2 separate regions of the Mus musculus genome follow, and region 2 is linked to region 1. The links are chromatin contacts, called in public Hi-C maps. All regions are on one chromosome and are shown on one strand. The core of a region is the stretch at or near the end of the contact, and the rest is flanking DNA. Distances in the headings are between cores, read along the strand shown. Region 1 has its middle 110 kb from the start of Lrig1. Region 2 has its middle 22 kb from the start of 4930511E03Rik.

The links. Hi-C and Micro-C count contacts between places; a contact is called where the count stands out from the background.
Region 2: a Hi-C map of the N1E-115 cell line shows a contact between it and region 1, with 3 times the contacts expected there. The contact joins two enhancer-like sites. A contact is called at or near these places in 7 of 39 promoter capture datasets (the 3T3-L1 cell line, cranial neural crest, frontonasal cranial neural crest and 2 more), 1 of 15 datasets of contacts at CTCF or cohesin (the NIH/3T3 cell line), 14 of 484 Hi-C or Micro-C datasets (the G1E-ER4 cell line, the N1E-115 cell line, adipose-derived mesenchymal stem cells and 9 more), 3 of 115 datasets of contacts at active chromatin or transcription factors (astrocytes and embryonic stem cells) and 1 of 9 other capture datasets (embryonic stem cells).

The regions. Positions count from the first base shown.
Region 1 is chr6:94,810,471-94,813,565 of GRCm38.p6, forward strand. No RefSeq gene overlaps it. Among named protein-coding and RNA genes, the nearest start is that of Lrig1, 110 kb to the left of the region's middle. Within about 2 kb of position 1,496, at least 4 of the 459 cell types and tissues checked have an H3K27ac peak or open chromatin away from gene starts, as enhancers often do. A contact at or near this core is called in the N1E-115 cell line, where this site is marked.
Region 2 is chr6:94,964,024-94,967,118 of GRCm38.p6, forward strand. No RefSeq gene overlaps it. Among named protein-coding and RNA genes, the nearest start is that of 4930511E03Rik, 22 kb to the left of the region's middle. Within about 2 kb of position 1,583, at least 5 of the 459 cell types and tissues checked have an H3K27ac peak or open chromatin away from gene starts, as enhancers often do. A contact at or near this core is called in the N1E-115 cell line, where this site is marked.

The DNA.
Region 1 (3,095 bases), core at 246-2,745:
GCAGTGTAATCATATATATATATTTATATACATATACATATATGTATATATCATATATATGTATATATATATATAATCTTTAAAATAAAAATAAATCATGAAATTTGCATGAAAATGGATGGAGCTAGAAAAAAAATTCTGAGTGAGGCAACCCAGACCTAAAAGGAAATATTTGTATTTTTTCTTATAGGTAATGTTAACATTTAAGCCTTTGATATGTATGCACAATCTGTATTACCCCAGAGGTTAGTTATAGAATAAGGGACTAGGCAGGAAGGAATGATCGCCAAAGGAAGGGGAATAGAATATAAAGTTATGGCGAGACAGTGGGAGTCTGGGGTGGAAAGATTAACTGGGGAGGGAGATGGAAAAGAGGTTAATGCAGGCAATATGGGAGGGGTAGTTAACACTAAGAGTCATGTGAGGGGGCATAAGGGAACCCACTGCTATAGAAGCTTCCTAAAATATGTACATATATGAAAGAGATCTAAATAGGGTCACCAAATAATGGGGAGACAATACCTCAACCGGACATCTCTTAGCATCCAGCAAGGCCTTCAGTGCCAGGAAATTGATGATATTTCATTGAATTAAAGGAGCTCCACATAAACCCCCAAACAACCAGGCTATTGCCAAGAAGACTGGTTGTTCTTCACAGATTGATTGCCAAGGCTCTATCACAGAAGACAGCCCATAGGCCCGCTGAGAAGTGGGAGTGAACACAGCCTCCCACCCCTAACCAAGACACTACTTATGATTGTAACAAAGGAAAAGTTATTTTTTTCCCCGTTGGCATACCACTGGGTATATTAATCACATTTAAGGGTAGGTCCCACTCTAGCAGTCGATGCTCAACACAAAATGAGCTCACTGGTATTGGTGTAGCCTTTTTGTCTCACATTGCTTTGTTTGTCTTCCTTGTCTTTTGCATGTGTAGTACGGCTTCAGATTTTGCGGGGTTTGTTTTGTATATGTGTGTTTATTTCTTTTTCCATTTTCGTTGCTGTTGTCTGCCTGTTTATTTTCTGAAAAGATGCAGGGCATCGGGGCGGTAGGGGAAAGGAAAGCATCATCAGAATATTTTTATGGAAAAGTTATTGTTGCTGTTGTTACATTACAAACTTAGACCTAAACTCTCTGATGAACGCAGCCAATCGTGAGTGACTCTGGCTAAAGAAGCTGCTAGATGCCCCGTTCCCAATGCTGTCCTACAGGACATCTTGTTCCAGAGCCCCCTACATCTTTCCTGCCTCAGGTTGAGCTTGTCATCCTTTTCAGGCCTGGTGGACTCTTCCTATTCCCTTAGTCACATCCTTTGAAGGCCATCCCTGAAGATCTTATCAATATAGTGGTGTCTCTGTTTTAATGCCTGTGTGGCTTCCATGGGACACATGCTACATTGTAATTATCTGAATTTATTTGTGCCTGTTTCTCTCTCACTAGACCATAGACTCTTTGAGGGCAAGGACTGTGGTTGGCTGGTTTCCTACCTTATTTACACAGCTTCGAATCCCCTCTGCTACACAGCAGGTAAATCTTGCAGCAGCAACTAATTACTGAGTGGCTAAGCAGCTGCACACAAGACTAAATCCCGCCTCCATGAGAGTGACTAACTAACAGAGTGTCTGACAGGCACTCAGACTGAAGTGTTGAATGAATTAATAATGTAAGAGGGACACTTAATCACGATAACACTGATAAAAGAGTAACTTACCACACAGCTCCTCTGACCCTTTGATACCAACCTTGTGGAAAAGAATAGCTTCCTTCGGCTCCATTTAAATTATTCAGGATAAAGGAGAGGAAGTAAGGCTCTCCAGGGAGTATGCTAGAATATCCGTGTGTGTGTGTGTGTGTGTGTGTGTGTGTGTGTGTGTGTGTGTGTATGCTAGAATATCCGTGTGTGTGTGTGTGTGTGTGTGTGTGTGTGTGTGTGTGAGAGAGAGAGAGAGAGAGAGAGAGAGAGAGAGAGAGACATTTTAGCCCAAAGGCATACCTTTAGGTAACTGCTGTCTACAGACTATGGGAACCAGGGAGATACACAAGTCTTGGGGCACTCCTGATGTCCTGCTAACAGCCACGAAATCTGCTTTTCCTAGGAACTAAAGTATCAAAGTTGGAATCAATTTTTCTTCTTTTTTTTTTGAGACAGGGTTTCTCTGTGTAATCTTGGCTGTCCTGGAACTCACTCTGCAGACCAGACTGGCCTTGAACTCAGAGATCCACCTCTGAGTGCTGGGTTTAAGTGTTCAGTTGACTGTTAAAAAATAAATAAATGAAGGCATATGCATCAACACTGCTCAGCTTCTTTTTTAAAAAATGTAAACCCTGCTTGAGATGATAAAATTGATGCCCATTCTGCAAGCCCATGAAAAACTGAAGACAACAATAAACAACAGAATGAAAGTTACTCTTGGTGGTATCCCCCACCCCCCTGTACTTTGCTTTGGCTTTGTGTTGAAAGATATAATTTAAGCTCAAATTTAAATCTTGACTCCATACTCTATGACTTTGACATTCTAGGTGAAACAAACATAATTTCCATGTTGCTATCATGGTTGTTACTGTTTTTATTTAAATGCCTGGAACAGAAGAACACGCTCTTTTTTTTCCCCTTAAGTTTTTGAGGCAGGGTTTCTCTATGTAGCGCCAGCCGTCCTGGAACTCGCTCTGAAGATCAGGTTTGCCTTGAACTCCGAGATCTGCCACCTCTGCTTCTAGAATGCGGGAATTAAGGGCACGTGTCACCAGCACCTGGCTTATTTTTAATTTTGCTGAATGATTAGGGAAGATGGAAAGTAAAAGTTACTGAAAGCACACACATTGATGAGACAGAGGCGTCAGCCTGACTCTGTCCCACCCCTCCTCTTTCTCTGCTTTGGTTTTCTGAGACAGGATCTGGATCTGGACCTCAGGTGAGCTAAATATGGCGTCCCTGCCTGACTGCTAAATGTTCAGGGGTGTTTCAGCTCCCAGTTTTTGCTGCCCAAATGCGATAAGGTTCACTATCAATTGATCAGAGTCCTTCTTCCCTCCTTCCCTTCCTGCTTCCCTTCTTCCTCCCCCATCTCCTATCCTCCCTCCCTGCTCCCTTC
Region 2 (3,095 bases), core at 333-2,832, 150 kb after region 1:
AAACATCCACAGAGACGGTGGCTAATGTCCATTCTGTCCTCACAATATCCCCGTATTGTCTTCAGTTTCTAGGGGAGGAAACAGAGACACAGAAAAGTTAAGAAATTTGCCTGGAGTCGCACAGAAAGGACCAAGCAACGTTACCAGGTTTAGCAGACTACAGCAAACAGGACATATTTAAAGCAAAGAAATTATACATTGTTCCTCTAAGTTCTAATTTAACTGGGTTTCCTATGTCTTATCTGCCAAATCTGTTAGGAGGGTACCCCAGAATTTGAAACCCAACAATCTGACCACAAGCTTCTTGACTCACTTCATTTTTCTTTTTCATTATACATGAAAGCAGACTCATGCAAACAGAGAAATCACAGTGACATCTGGCCAGTGCCCTGGAGCCACAGCTTCAGGCATGTAATGGGGACTGTAGGGAACAGTGACAAGATGAAGACTATATGCACCATATAAACAGCAGTCTTTATTGAGCTGTTACAGACTGCTGCCCTGTGGAAATCTAGTTATTTTTCTAAAATAATGGTCCTCAACCTGTGGGTCACAACCCCTTTGGGGTTACACGTTAGATATTTCGTTATGAATCCAGCAGTAGTAAAATTACAGTTATGAAGTAGCAATAAAATAATTTTAGGGTTGGTGGTCACCACAACCCAAGGAACTGTATTAAAGGGTTACAGCATTAGGAAGGTTGAGAAACCACTGTTCTAAAAGAAGTCACAAACTCAAATTTTCACAGGAAATTTTCCCATTTTAGGATTCTGGTAACTTCATCAAAAACCATAACCTGCCTGGATCCAAATAATTGTTAGCTCTAGTCTTGACTCAACCTTTATAGTGACTAGGGTACCAACTCTTGCTTTCACAAAGAGATGTCTCCCAAGCCATTGTTCTGTTGGTCTTCAGGTCCTGGGAGACTTCTACTTCTACACTGCTTTCTTCCTATGGAGGAGACATTCTAAGGACTGAAATGTGTAATTTACATAATTCTGGCTAAGGGCTAACAATAGAGCCTCTGCTAGGACGGCACATTGTACCAAGGGCATGTGGTAATGCCCATCTCCCTGTTTCATGAAGGACACAGAAGGGCAACTGTAGGAGAACTGGGAAGAGATCAACCTGGCATGATGGATATGTGAACAGGGTCAGCTGGGAAAAGATGCACAGGGAAGATTTCAATAAAGTCAAAGATGGAGAGGTGCCTAGAACAGAGACTAACTTGAAATCTAAGAAATGGATGCATACCTATTGATCAAGTAGAGCTTATTTTCTGAAGTTTAATATAAAGACCAAGAACTTGGTTCAACAGCCTTGAGTAGGAAGCCATTCTTTGTACTGTCCTCTCCCCATTTAATTGCATCCGTTTCTACTGATGCTGTTTTAAAGCACCATGCTCCCATGACAGTGGTCATGATCATCCTTTCATGCCTGACCTACTTCAATAGAATCTCCATCTCCATCCTCCCTTCAAATCACCCAGTTCAGCTTCAGTACAGAAGCCTGATATTAACATCATGCATTCCTAGCTTAAAGTTCCTTGATGGAATCCTATCCATCCTGCTTTTTAAAAAACAGGGTCTTGTATAGTCCAGATTGACCTCAGACATGCTATATAACCAAAGATGACACTGAGCTCCTGAGTCCTTTCTTTCTACCTCCCAGTGCCAGGACTACAGGTGTGCACTACCATACCAGGCATCCCACCTTAGTTTGAATTAAAACACAAAACCTCAGCTAAGTGTGTTGATAATCGACAGCAGGATCCAATCAATTTCTGGTCTGACTGGTGCTAGTCCTGGACCCGTTACCACTCTCATAACCGTGCTCTTCTCCTAAACAATATGGACCTCTTTCCTACCAAAAGTCTTTCCACTTCCTCTTCCTCCACTTGCCTGGTTGGTTGTCTTTTAATGATTAAAACTCCCAGCCCTGTTCCCTATACCAGAACACCATCTGCTCTCTCATGGAAATCTCACAATAACCTCTCATTATGTTTGTGAACAAGTAATGAATTATTGGATTCACTGTACCACGCCTTGTTCCTGCTGCTTGTGCTCAATGGTATAAATCGCAGTACCTGGCACATCTCAATGGTATACACTCAACAAAACACTGGCACAACATCTTCTCAATGGTATACACTCAACAAAACAGCTGATGGATGGAGGGTTTGAGTTTAGGAAAGTACCTTGGATGCGGTGTAGTACAGTCCTCTACTCCATGTAAAATTCCCAGCAATGTAAGTGGACTTGTAAAGTGTTGTTTGTCCCTTGACTCCATCAGTGTAAGGCAGCCCTATTTCATTTATCTCTCTATTTCTCTCTCTTGTAATAAAATACTATTCACATTCTGCCAGTGTTAGGCTCTGTACACTATTGCAAATCTCTACCATGGTGAGAATTTATCCACTTTTATAATTTTCCAAGTTTGCCTAATTATCTAATGCCACTTTTATACTGAAAACATTTCATAAAGTTATTTTGAATTAGACACACTGACTTTTCTTCAAGACATGGGGATGTGGAAAAGTGTTTTTTAAATATGTCTGAGAGATGTTTTTAAAATGCTACAAAATAAGATTGGATCTAAAACTCAAGGGTGATATGTGATTTGAAGCATTTAAGCTAGTATATTTAAATTCATTTTACCAATGGAGTGTGTGTGTGTGTGTGTGTGTGTGTGTGTGTGTATGTATCTGCTTGTATGTGTGTGTCTCTGTGTGTGCATCTGTTTGTGTGTGTTTCTCTGTGTATGTATGCATATGTCTTTCTGTATCTGTCTCTGTGTGCACGTGTATCTGTGTGGCTATGTTCTTATGCTTATGGAAGACAGAGGTTGATGTCTGGTGTCTGCCTAAATGGCTTTCCATCTAATCTCTTGAAACAAGGTCTCCCATTGAACCCAGTGCTTGCTAGCCTGCCTGGCCAGTGTGCTCCCAAGAGTCTCCTGCTTTTGCTGTCCCAGAACCAAAGTCACAGATACATGCAAACACATGCAGCCATTTTCTTACTTGTTGCTGGGGGTTGAGCCCAGGTCTTTCTTATCCAGTAGGCACAAGGCCAGCATCTGAAATGCTAGTATGGGAA